2 separate regions of the Arachis hypogaea genome follow, and region 1 is linked to region 2. Evidence: chromatin contacts called from public Hi-C data. All regions are on one chromosome and are shown on one strand. Each heading gives the region's core, a stretch centred on a gene start, on an enhancer-like site or on the middle of the called end of the contact. The rest is flanking DNA. Distances are from core to core; before and after follow the strand shown.

Region 1 (6,783 bases), core at 2,270-4,769, 750 kb after region 2:
ATTGTGAAAGTATAGAATGAACGTTGTTGTTTATTCATGGTGTCCAAATCACATTAGGGCCGAAAAAGAAGATTGTACCACGGTGGCCAATATGAAAATTGATATGAAATCAAAGGAGAAGAAGATAAAAGTAATTAAGGCAAGACGAGAAGAGACAAACGTGAAGCATTATAAGAAGACATGGCTTACCTCAAAATGTAGAGAGAGACAACTTGTTCTTTCTCTTACAAAGTACAGAGCAGTTCGCAGTTTGTACCTCACTGAATCGCCAGCGACAGTGATGACGACTGCAGATGCATGCTTCGTAAGCTGGTCGACGTTCTACAACATCTTTTTTCGGCAACCAAAGTAGACAATGATCTTAGCTCTTTTAGGGCATAGTTCTTATCGAAGAAGAGGAGTGGAAAGGATAAAGATGTTTGGCACGAATAGAGTCTAATTTCTTATTCTAATCTAACTGGAAAAAATCAGAAATAACTAAAAAATAATAAAAACAGAAATAATATGCAATATCCTCACTTAACGTCTCTAATGCGTTCTTAATGTCTGGATACTTTTGATAAACGGGGTTAAACTTTTATGAGTATAAAATTTATTTTTGATCTCTCATGAGTAGTTTGTCAGCATTCGTCCTATATATATATATTTTGTGATAATATGGGATTGGGGTTACTGTTTCTCAAAGATTTTTTTGTGATGACTGAATTTGTTTAGATATTGTAGTATAAACAGAAAATTTTCTAGATACCGTTATAATATGTGTATTATGTAGGAATTGTATAAAAATAAGCATTGCAAGGACCTAATTTAAAATGTTATAAATTAGAGTATTCGTTAGTATTAGAGGTTCTAAGAGTTGAATTGGGTCAGTACAAGGAGATTTAGAGTATTTTCTGGTCTTAGCTACTCGTTTAGTTGGGTTTAATAGTCAAATTTATTTTTAAAAAATTACTAATTTTTTAAATTGATTCCTAAAATATTAAATTAGTCATATTAATCTTTAAAATATAAAATATAAATTAAATTAGTCCTTTCATTAGTTAAATGACGACATATCATATTAAGTGTCACGTAATATGATGAGATAGCAAGTTAATGGCATGTGCGCCATGTGTTATCTGGCATGTCATAAATTTATTTTGACTTAAATTAGTATCTAAAAATACATTCATAAGTTATTTTCATTTTTAAAATTTTAATATTAATTCAAATTAATCCTTTGAATTTGTCTTTTTTATAATATTAAATTTTTTATATTTTAATTATTACAAATTTATTTTTTTTATTTATATTTTTAGATTTTACATTTTAAAATTCTAGTTTTTTTGTAGTGAAATTCTTTTATATAAATATCAAACTATTATTAATTATATTTTAAAAATTTTAATCTTTTGGATCTCACCTAAAAATTTAGTCCAAGCTATCATGAGTTATCTATTTTTATCTTTCTATATTTGTTTTAGTTCAAAATTCTTTTTAACAAATTAATTTAAAAAAAAATATGATAATTGAGAAAACATAGAGAAATGGCAATAACTAAGTAATAATAATATTACAAAAACTACATTAAGATATTAAGATTTAACAAGTGATCCCATAAATCGATTTTTTAATTATTGAGTTTTACCACATAAATTAAACAATAACAAAATTATAAATTTTAAAAACTTAAAAAATTTAAATTTTAAAATAACTACTATATTTATTTAGTAAAATTAAAAAAAAAATTAAGTATATAATTAATAATAGTTTGATAAAATCATTTAAATAAAAAAAATTCACTACAAAAAATATAATTTTAAAATATAAAATTTTAAAATACAAATAAAAAAATAACTTTGTAATAATTTAATTATTTTTATTATTTTATGTAAAAGATTTTTTTTTGTTTATTAAGATTTAAAAAAGATATTAAAATTAGTAGCATTAAAAATTATTAAAAATTTAATATTATGAAAATAAGAGAAATTTATATAAAAACTAATTTAATCAATTTTTAAAATTTTAGGAATAAAAATAATTTACATGTATATTTTTAGGGACTAATTTAATTCTAAATAAATTTATAATGTGCCAAATGACACATGGCATGCCATATGTTGCCAATTTGTTTGAAATACCAACCAATCATCTTTTGATACGTAATATTAATCTATTACATCATCATACCAAATAGCAGTTAATATAATACATCATCGTTTAACTTACGAAAAGACTAATTTAACTTGTAATTTAACTTTTAGGATTAATATAACTAATTTAATCTTTAAAAATTAATTTAAAAAATGAGTAATCTTTCATAAACGAATTTTAATTATTAACCTACTTAGTTAGTATAGTCTTTGTTATATTATCAATTCAGAATATATAAATTTGTACTATATATTATTGTATATACGAGATAACAACTTGTACTTATACTTTTAATTATGAAATACGACTCCTCATTTCACCTTATTTTTAGGAACATTCATAATTAGTGGCGAAACTTGAAACAAAATTTTGAGGGGACAAATAGAAAATAATTATCATTTTTGATATGAACCCATTTAAAATAAGCTCGTTTAATCTTATCTCTCTGGTTTGGGTGATATTGCCAAATTTAAAGCCCTTTTTCAAGATCTCGTTCCAAAAAGTTAAAGTTAAAGTCATCAGATGTAACTTTTTGAACTTTTGAAGGTTATATCTCACTTTCTTCGTGATTCATTAATGTAGAAAAACTATCTACAGGTGTTGATATTGTAAAAGTTATATGTTCTTCTTCTTAAATATTAGCCTTCCTCTTAAAAAATGTATCAATTCTTTGATTTTTCATTATTATTTTATATAAAAATTTAAATATATATCCTGTAAAATATGTAAAGAAGAAGTTAGAAGGACAAAGATCAAAACTTATTATATTTATTGAATTTTTTTTATTAATTTATACAAATACAATAATATTAATACTTATTGAATATTCTATTATTTTTTATCATATAAAAAATTAAATTAAATAAATAGTAAAATATAAAATAATATTAAATTAAATAAATAAAAAATATCTAATTTTTTATATTTGAACTTAAAGATAAAGAGAGTGTTGTTTATTGAACTTATTAGATACTTTAAGTCATAGTAAAGTATTTAAGTCAATTGAACTATTTTCTATCTTTTGAAAAAGTACTACTAAATTTTTTATAAAAAGTTTGGGAGGCCATGACCCCCTTGTCTAAACTAAGCTCCGCCACTGCTCATCATGAAAGATCTTAGTATCTTTTATGATATCAAGTTTCAATCACTACAATAAAAAACATCAATGATCACACTTTTATGAGAGTGGCGATTGATTAGAGATTTGACTATATTTTTTTTTGTTACGGTTCAAAAATGTGGTAAAAGAGGTCAATAACCACACTTTTATAAAAGTGGCAATTGATTAAAAATTTAGCCACTTTTTTTGTAAATATAGTCATAAAGAAAACAGGCACGCTTTTGAAGCATAGAGACATAATTTCATTATAATGACATTTTAAAATCGTGGCCATTTCTTATAATTCTTTTGGCACGCTTAAAAAGCATGGCCAAAAGTTTCCCAACAAAAAAAAAGCTTTCGTTCTTTCGTCAAAACGTGACACTCCTAATAACGTAATAACAAAGCCCCTAAAACCCTAAGTGATACTCACTCACGCAGCGCCTCCCTCAGTCCCTCCCTCACCCTTATTCTCAGAATCTCCGTTCTCCTCCATAGCGCCTCCCTCCCTCCATCCGTAGAGTCGTAGATCGTAGTGCGTCCCTCCTCCTCCTCCATCTGCGACGCTGTTCTTCTGCCCTGCCATCCTTCTCATGCAATCCACGGCGGTGGCGCGTTCCTCGTCGCCAAGTCGCGAGTCCCTACCGCGGCGCTCTTCTCCGTCAAAGAAGCAGCAGCAGTTCTATCACTATCAACAGGAATGGAAGAGTAAAGGACATCATTCTGAAGCGGAAGATCGGAAATGGGTCGTTCTCGGCGGTGTGGAGGGCGAGCACAGAGGCACCGACGAAGAGGTGGCAGTGAAACAGGTCTTCCTCTCCAAACTCATCCCCCGCCTTAAGTCATCGATCCACTGCGAGCTCAATTTCTTGTCCTCCGTCAACCACCCCAACATCGTTCGCCTCCTTGATTTCTTCCAGGTTCTTCTTTTTTAATTTTAGTCCCCTTTTATTTGAATTCCCTTTTTCTTATTTTTTAAATTAAAGTGAAATATGTCGAAAAAATCAATTTTTTGTTGCATAATTGAAGGATCATTTTATTATTGTTATTTAAACTTTCGCTATTTCTGATTTCTACTTTAGTATGAATGTATGATGGATGTGCGTACTTGGTGATGGAGTTCTGTGCTGGAGGGAACCTTGCTTCTTATATCCGATCCCATGGGAGAGTTCAACAATAAACTGCCCGAAGATTCATGCAGCAGCTTGGTAACTCTTTTTCCTGCATTCTTTATTGAAGTATTCTTTTGGTGTTGGAGCATGTTTTTAGCCTTGCAAGTTTGCAACTAAGGAGTTTGGTCCTGTGTTTTGTAGGTTCTGGTATGAAAATATTACAAAGTCATGGTATCATTCATAGAGACTTGAAACCAAAGGTAAAGCTAAAATGAAAAATGTATGTGACGTTGTTGCTACTTTGGTTTGAGATGCCTATTACTACATTAACATTTATGTGAAGTAAATACTTACTTCGGTTGGTGGATTGGGAGGGCCATTAGTAAATACTTACTTTAGGAAATGTTGTATTGAGAGACATTGGTGGATATATTCAAGAAAAGGTGTGTTATTAATTGTATGCAGTTAGAGCACCCCATCAATGAAAAAGAGATCAAGTAAGTCACTTTAATAATATCTTCTAAATTCTCCCTCTTTTAAATCCTTTTAGATACTAGTACGTATTTCTTTTCATGTAGCTCAACTCAAGAATAGCATATACTGAAGCTTACTCGAATCATAAGTTGTGCCCTCTTTCCAAGATTCAGGTATGTATCTATGTTTTTTCTTCTTTCTTTTTTTTTTTTTTTTGATAATTGAATAAGGCTCAACATTCAAAGTGAATGGAGCAAATTTTACTAGTTTATGAAACTATATCAATTATTGAGAAGGTAGGTGCCCAAAACTATGACGATCATTTTGGAATTTCGACCAGCCCAAATGGAAAGTTCCATGTGTTTTTATCTGCGAAAAGTGCTGTGGATTCAGGAGTGTACAATGCTACAAACTCACTACATAGAATTGATTGGCCAACCTGTGGAAAACTCACTACAAACTGCATCATGATAAGTGTATAAGGTATATATTTTTATCTGCTATGGTTTTATTATTTCTTTCTAATTGAAGCTCAACTTTATACGCACAATAGTGATGAACAATGATGCATTTCAACATTTTAATAATGAGACATCTCTTTTTATGTTCTTTTCAGGTTGATATGGTTGTTACTGATGGGAGCAGAATTTTGGGACTTGGAGATTGGAGTTCATGGAAATGGCAATCCATTGGGAAGCTTGATCTGTATGTTGCAGCTGCTGGGATAAATCCTAAAGGGTATATGTGCAACATTTACCATTTATTATTTCTTTCAAACTATTTAAATATTGATGAACTTAATAGCTCTAAGATGTCTGTGTTAAAATGTCCAAGTTTTTGTTTAAATGTTATGATGAGTAATACTTAAAAAGCATTTTTTGATCGAAGTTGCTTTTCATCAGAGAGTTCGCACCCTGGGATGATTCCGTCGCCGTGAATGACATTGTTGCTGGTCTAAAAGGATTCAGAGATGATGATGTGAAGCCATTTTCTTCTGGTTTGAATTCAGCTGAGACACAGGTTTGTTTGTTGATAGAAATAATTTGATTCTTTTTCTTGTTAATGTAGGAATATATACAAGTAACTCAACAAGGTAATAAACTTAAATCTAATGCCATTGACATGAATACATGATTTTATTGCATTGATCTTGATTAGAACGAAAGTAGAGGATTTTCTTCTCTCTGTTTTTCATACAAAGTTTTTGACTAATGAAATTTCTTAGGATCCTCTATTCGTTGTATGTCTGATTCCGAATTGAAATAATTTAACAAACAAAGTATGCAATAAGTTCTTTTTCTAGCTAGGTTTATTCCCTGGCTCCCTTCATTCTTTGTCTCAATGTTTCGGCAATAATAATTAGAACTAGATATTTAGCATTAGAAGAGGGATATTGAGCTAGCGTTAATTTTTTTTATTGACTTTACATTATTATTGAGGAACCTTCAACATGGGATAGTAGTAGTTAATTATTTTGATAATAGTTTTATTGTCTATTACTAATATATATATATATATCAAAAGCTAATTAAAAAGGCAATGATGGCTGTGAAATATTTGGAGAATATATGTTAGGTATCTAAGGAAAGTGGGAAACCACACCTTAAAAGCTAGCTGTTAAGGGGGAAGAACCACTCTCCTTATATACAACATCAAGCATCCCATACTACTCGATGTGGGACTTTGAGCACCCATAATACCCAAGTCCCTAACAATATATTATTAAGATTTCATTCCTATGAAAATATGTTAAGGTATCTGATTTGTTTGATAAACTGAATTTGGCAGATTACAAAAAATTAGGCTAGAGTGGTTATCCTTGTTTGATACTGTTTTCAGCAGGTTTTTCATTTCATTTCATTTCTTTTCTTTTCTTTGCTTTATATGAACTTTGGTTGTTGCTTCAGTACCAAGGTTGTCTTGCCATGTAATGTACTCTCTTGCTGCTAATCTTCATTCCTTGAG
Region 2 (7,227 bases), core at 3,866-6,365:
CAATTATGAGGGACCAGATGTAACAAGAAATTAAAAGGGACAACTAAATCAAAACAAGAATTAAAAATTGGATCTAAGAGAATTAAACCTAAACTACCCTAAATTCTAGAGAGAAAGGAGAGCTTCTCTCTCTAGAACTCTACCCTAAAACATGGTGAAAAACTAAACTATGACTCCTTGGTTCATCTTCCTTCAATCCTTGGGTTCAATAGCATTAGAAATGAGTTGGATTGGGCCCAAAATGCTTCAGAAATCATTGGCCACGAGTTGCTTAAAATGGCCCATGCTGATCCTGTGACGTGCACACATGGGTGACACGTGCGTGTCACCTAACTGCAAGGAAACTATGGCAAAATGCATATCATTTCGAAGCCCCAGATGTTAGATTTCCAACGCAATTGGAACCGCTTCATTTGGACCTTTGTAGATCAAGTTATGATCATTTTAGTACGAAGATGCTTGATTGACAGCTTAGGAATTCCTTCATTTCTTCATGAGTCCTCCAACTTTGCATGCTTTTTCTTCATTCCTTTAATTCAATCTTTGCCTCCTAAACCTGAAATTACTTAACAAACATATCAAGGTATCGAATGGAATTAAAGTGAATTAAATTTAGCTATTTTAAGGCCTAAAAAACATGTTTTCACACTTAAGCACAAATTTAAGGAGAATTACAAAACCATGATATTTTGTTGAATAAATGTGAGAAAAGTTGATAAAATTCTCTAAATTAAGCCCAAGATAAACCACAAAATTGGGGTTTATCAAGAATCAAACCTTGTTCCTTGATGTACTCTTTTTTCTGACTTCACGATTTTTCCTAACAATGATTTTTCTTGAAGGGGTTTTAACGAGGCATCATAGCAAGGGCTAGGAGTCACAATAGAAAAAGCTCTTAGTAGCAAAATAGCATTTGTAAATTGTTCCTTCATTCATGATAATTCATCATTTATTCTATTGATTACCCTACTAACACTCACTAATTTAAGCTCGAAAAAATGCAAAAATCATTGCCCGACCTAAAATGGTCGGCAAGATAAAGTGCCGAAGTCCAAGTTAGTGTAAGAAGTTATACACGCAGATCGTGGCCAAAACTTGAAAAATCACTTGTACGAAACAAGTTGACAAGAGAAGTGGTCCCAAAATGAATTGCTAAAGTTATCTGACCTTACAAAAATTCACTCGGCAGGAGTTAAGGAAACTATTCACATATTTGAAGATAAATGTTAGCAAAACACTTATAAAAAAGTGTAGTAGAAGCCACGATGTTTCAAAAAGCCCTCGAAGGGGCAGAATCCATCAACAAAGAGTGTTTAACAAAATGTTCAAACTAAACTATTACAAAAGTAAAGTATTCACAAGACCCACAAACTAGGCCATCAAATATCAAGAAGTCAAAGAACAAAGAAGAGGGATCCTGTTCAACAGAGGTCATGTTGGAAGTTTCTTCAGGCTAAGCTAAGAAGGTAAGGAGAGTCTCTTCAAGTCGGATCGGAGAGAATGAGGGTTCTTCGTCCATCCGAGTTGGAAAGCTTTGAGAAGCTCCCTCAACCCAGGCATTCGATGTCTTGGGATTTTTAGAAAGGATGTAATCTTCAGGGGGAGGAAGATTTTTCCATCAACCACAATCATGTCGGGACTCAGGATCAATAAGAGAGAGATCCACCTCGAGAGCAACAACTCGAAACTAAGCTTTCAAGTTCTCGGTCATTTCTCCATACCTTAGGCAATCGACTTCTCCAAATTAGCATATCCCTCCTTCAGCTTGGCGACCTCATCCATCAAATCCAGTTTCTCCCTAAAAACTCGAGTGTAACTCTTATCAGCCTTCTTCTTTAAACCTTTCACCATGACATTTAAAGCTTCAGCATACTTTACCCTCTCTCTAAGTTTTGAAAGGTCGAAAATGAAAGTTTCCTTTTCCTTTTCCAACTCCTACTTAGACTCCTGTAGAGATGCCACCTCAGCCTATAAGTCCGTCAAAGTTTCCTGAGTGGCACCAAGAGGAGTCTCTTCAAGTTGTCTCAGCAAAGCAGAACAAAATCTGGCCGTCCTAATCCCACTTCAGGCTAAAACCTAAATGTGATTTTTTATAGAAACATCGTCCATACTAATAAAACTATGGGGAAGGACGTGTATCTCACAAAAAATCACAATATTAAAACCTTGTTCATACACACTTCCAGACTCAAAAGTCTTACATTTTTTTATTTTGGCCCGGGAAAAAGAGGAACGAGAGGAATTGTCTGAATATCGGATCCACCAGGAGGAGTAAAAGGAGGAGGAGTAGGATCAGGAAGAATCTTAACTAATTGAGAGGGACCCAAATCCTACTTGGAGGAAGAGAGGTCACCTAACCTTTCAACCTCTTTCAATTGAATGACTCGGGCAACATTCTTTTTGGCTTGACAAAGGCTCTTCAAGGCATTCAACCCACTAGTCATCTTTGCTGCAAAATCAAACATCAAAGTCGGATTACATATGCATAATAAATACCAACAAAAAGGTATCTACAAAATGCAAAGAAAGTACTACATAGCTCAGACGTAGCTTGGCTTTCCTACCAGGAATTTCTTGGTATCAAGGTTAGGAGCTCGGCCCTAACACTCTTGGGACAGGATAACTACACACTTTTCTACCTCATATAAATCCTCAAGGTTGTATTTTATAATTGTGGGGAACTCCTCCCAATATAAACTAAAAAGGACTTCATCTCTCTCATTTAGAAAGAAAGGAGGAATACTCTCAACTGATTGGATCTTGAAAAAATATTTTTTGAAATCATGAAATGAATCGTCAAAAATGAAAAAGACCTTCCTTCCTTGAACAGCCCGGAAAGAAATCCAGCTCTATTTTTCGGAACTAAATGGTTTAGTGAGTTGAAACACAAAAAAGAAAACTTTTGAGGATAAGGGTACGTCGAGTTCTCCACTTATTAGCTAATAAATTTTTAGAAAACCCTAAGAATTATGATGGAGTTGAGAAGGGGCAACTTTACAGAGATGGAGAATTTTAGCTTCAAAATCAGAAAAAGGGAGACTCGCCGCCTGCCTAGTAAAACAGTATTCATACATGTAAATAAAATAACGTTCCGACTTGTCAAGTCGGGAAAAATAAATTCTATCCTTGAGATCAGCAACCACAATCTCGTATTTATTCTCATCCCCCCGATCTCTACACAACCTATATTGTCTAGGAAAAATTTCGGCATACTCATTATTAATTATAGGGACAACAGAAAGTACAGTAATATCTACCTAGTCTTGGTCGGATGGAACTTTAGAAGACATGTTGAGTAGTACTGAACGAGACATAAAGCTATACCTACAACACAGCAAAAGAAAATCATCACAATAAGTTGGAAAGCCGAGTACAAAAACACAAATATTCAGACAAGTCCGCAAGAGGTCGGATCGTCTTCAACAATATAAAAGAACTTCATAGTTCTTAAAACCTCTTGTGAGCCTAGCAATCAAACCACATTACTAGAACTTGAAATGGCGCCATTTTCAGAGGGAAAAACGACACCATTTGGGGGCATAGAGCAAAGGCCCCACATTTAATACGTAAAGGAATACTTTTCAAAGAAAAGAATGCAGAAGTCCAGAACAACCACGAAAATACAATTTCAAAAGAATATCAATAACCATCAATAGGAAACCATTTTTCACACAAACATCAAGAACGATTGTATCCAGAAGCACATTATCCATCAAAGAATAGGGGTGCGGAAAATAAAACAAGAAATGCAAGACCAACCTTGATTGAATGCGAAATGAAGGAGTGCACGTAGCAGTAAACACACGAATGTTCCAAACCTCTCAAGAAAGTACAAGCGAAGATTCAAAGTAGAAATTCAAGATGAAGAAATCTCGAAAGCAAAAAAGGGTTTCAACGAAGAAAATGAAAAGCTTTAAGAGAGAATGAAATGAAAACGTTTTAGAAGAAGCAAAAAGAAGAAAGAAAAAAGGGGTTGAATATTTATAAGACTCTAGGGGCAGAATGGTAAATTCACTCCCCCTGACATGCACGATTACCAAAATAATTGTACAGAACGTACGAATGATCATGAAAAGACATAACACTTCAAATTTGCAAACATGTCGAGTACCCGACTAACTCCTTGAAAGGTGGTTTACTCGACGTGCTAAACCGACACCACAATAAACTAAGCCCAACCTGTAAATGCTTGAATCCAATCTCATGAAGTTCGGTCTCAAGCAGGGGCACTGTTCATACCCTGGCACAAAACAAAGCCAGGCCCAAAATAAGTAAAGCCCAATCAAAAGACATCAACTGGATTAACACCTATCTAATCTCATAGAGGTCGGGTGCAACGATGTTATACAAACCCTACTTACCTGAATCAATAACTAACTCCTACAATCTCTACTACTCATTTAGAAAGGAGATCTCAACAACTTCCCTAACAAAAGGGAACCGTTATCCACCATTAAAGGTGGAGCTACTCTAAAACGTGGTTATCGACTCTACATCCACCACTATAAATACACAGACACCCCAAGTATACTTCGAATCCGATCTACAAAAATCTGCCTAAAACCCTTGTTAACTTAAGTATCGGAGTCCCTTGTAGGTACCATCCTCCATCTCTTCACGAGGAACTCGAACGGCAACATATTGACATCAGTAAACATCGAACACTACCCCAAAAGAGTTTAGACCTCACGTTCAGCCCAAAAACAACTCGGTTTCAAGTAACTCTCGGAACAAACACTAATAGAAGACACAATTTATTTTTTATTTTTTTAATTATTTTTATTAATTTTTTATAATTATATTTTTTCCGAAACTTTTAAATAAAAAGTTAAAAATAAATTAAACTTTTATAATTTATTTTAATTTATCACTAAATAAAATACAAAAATTTAATTTCTGTGTATCTCATCTAGCTATTTGTTCTCAAGCATAGTTATCAAATTCGGCTCGACTCGGTCGGTTCGACCAAAAATCTGGTCACCCAATCATCTGGCCGGGCCAAGCTATTTGTCGAACCGTTTAAGTAATGAACTTGGTGAAAACTGGTTCGACTCGGCCGTCATGAAAATTGGTGACCGGGACCGATTCATATAACCCGGACCCTTTTTTTTTAAAGGAAAACGGTGCCGTTCTCTTCATCACTTACTCCCCTGCGCTGTGGTGCCCAAACCTAGAACCAACATCCATCTCACCTCTCTCTTCTCTAGCCACTCTCTCCCAGTCTCCCTCAAGCTCGTCGCTGGCTCCTCAAGCTCGCGTCGCTCCCTCAAGCTCGCGTCGCTCCCTTAAGCTCGTTGCTGCCTCAAACTCGCGTCGCCGCCTCAAGCTCGTCGCAAGCTCTGTCGTGCTAAGTTCATCTTCCTGCTTCGGCCATCAACGCTTCCTCCGCCGTGAGTCTGGGTTTAGGGTTTCAGCTTCGGCCCAGAACTTTCATCAACGCTTGCTTCGTCTCTCTGAACTCTGAAGCAAAGTTCAAAATCACCCAACCAAACCCTAGGTTCTCCCTGCAATGGTTCTGCCGTAGTGCTGTCGCCGTCCATGCTGTCGGCGCCTACGCTTCCTCTCTTGTAGCTCGGCGTCCTCCTTCCCCCTGTCCCCGTCCTCCCGGGCTTCTCTGTTCGAGGCTTGGAGCAGCTTGCCGCCGTGTCGCCGGTCGCCGTCGTTTCGCTGGTCGTCGTCCGTGTCTCCGTTGAAGGTTAGTAGTACTGCTTTCACTTCTTGGGTTCTTCTCTTCCTTTTATGCTCTGTTTGCTGATTTTTGAATGTGAAATTGTGAATGATTAATGAAAATCAAATAATTGATTTTGTGCCTCTTTTTTTAATTCCTAAAATTTTTGTTGAAATTTTCTTGCTGCTGCTAAAAATGGATTAGGGATTAGGGATTAGTTGTTGCTATTTTGTAATTAGGGATTATGCTATGTTAGCTTTATTGATTTCAGGTTTAGTGTGATTAGGGATTACTTGTTGCTGTTTTGTAATTAGGGATTATGCTCTGTTAGCTTTATTGATTTCAGGTTTAGTGTGATTAGGGATTACTTGTTGCTGTTTTGTAATGTTTGTTGCTGAATGCTAAAATGGAAATCGAATTAAATGCTGTTTGTTGCTTCCATATATTTTCTTTGATAGTATTTTTCCGATTATAAATTCTGGTTTTGAGTCAAAACTTTGTATTTGTTTTGTCTGTAGTTTGATTTGAGATCATTAGATCTGATCCGATCCTATTAAGTTCAAACTATGCGTTTGGATTTTTGGTGTAGAATTGTTGGTTACCTCTTTGAAGTGTGTATTTCTTGTAATTGGATCTGTTTTGAACTGGATTGTGATTTTATGCTGCATTAGGTGTTGATAGTTCATCTTGGGTGTAGTTTTGGGATCATTTACTTGTTAATTCTTGGACATTCAGTTTAGTAAGGATCTTCTTGTACAAATTTGTTATCTTTCTTTAGGTTCCTTATAGATTTATTGGTAATAAATTTATATAAATGCTGGATCATTTTGAACATGTCTGTTGGCATAATTTCACTTTGTAGTATATATCATTATGTCTTAAATGGTCTCTGAAGTCTTATCTTTGAACGAGGTGTTTTTGTACTCTTTATTTTTAATTAGGCCATTTTCAAGATGGAGTATTAATTTTTTTTTTCTTTTCATATATAACATTATTAGCTGTTTTTATCTGTCTAGGTGGCCACAAGTCCACAACTGAAGGAATATATAGGTTATGTAATATTTCTACAGAGATTCAGGCATAAATATGATCAAAACTTCTGTTGGAATATATTTCATTTATTTGTCTATAGAGATTCAGGCATAAATATGAACAAAATTAATATTTGATTATTATTATTATTATTATTATTATTATTATTATTATTATGTTTGTAAAGACTTACATTTTAAATTTTAATACATAATTTTAATTTTATTTATATAATTTTATATATATTTTTTTAATTATGGCCGGGTCAACCGGGTGAATCAGTGACCACTAGTTGAACAAATGACCCGGTGACCCAGTCATATGACCGGGTTGATTGCCGGTTCGGTTCTGATAACTATGTTTTCAAGTGTCATACCTTTTTGAGAACCGATCGCAGCCCTAGGGCACGCAGCGCACAAGGCAGCCACGCACCCTCAGTCCCCTCACCCTAACGTACGGCGCCACCTTTCCCTCTCAGCCCTCTCTCTGTCTCTCACCAGCCACCGTCACCACTCACCAGTCTCAGA

What was found. Hi-C and Micro-C count contacts between places; a contact is called where the count stands out from the background.
Region 1: a contact with region 2 is called in a Hi-C map of leaf, with 1.8 times the contacts expected there. The contact joins the promoter of LOC112782831 here to the promoter of LOC112783996 in region 2. A contact is called at or near these places in 4 of 8 Hi-C or Micro-C datasets (leaf and an unstated tissue).

What each region holds. Positions count from the first base shown.
Region 1 is chr20:47,036,851-47,043,633 of arahy.Tifrunner.gnm2.J5K5, forward strand. LOC112782831 reads left to right here and starts at 3,520. Exons shown (of 8, transcript XM_072229281.1): 1 at 3,520-4,152; 2 at 4,315-4,440; 3 at 4,546-4,991; 4 at 5,115-5,301; 5 at 5,435-5,556; 6 at 5,721-5,838. The coding sequence starts at 5,441. It overlaps LOC140182818 (a long non-coding RNA gene), which reads right to left and starts at 423. Exons shown (of 2, transcript XR_011878962.1): 1 at 190-423.
Region 2 is chr20:46,288,792-46,296,018 of arahy.Tifrunner.gnm2.J5K5, forward strand. LOC112783996 reads left to right here and starts at 5,116. Exons shown (of 10, transcript XR_011879275.1): 1 at 5,116-7,227.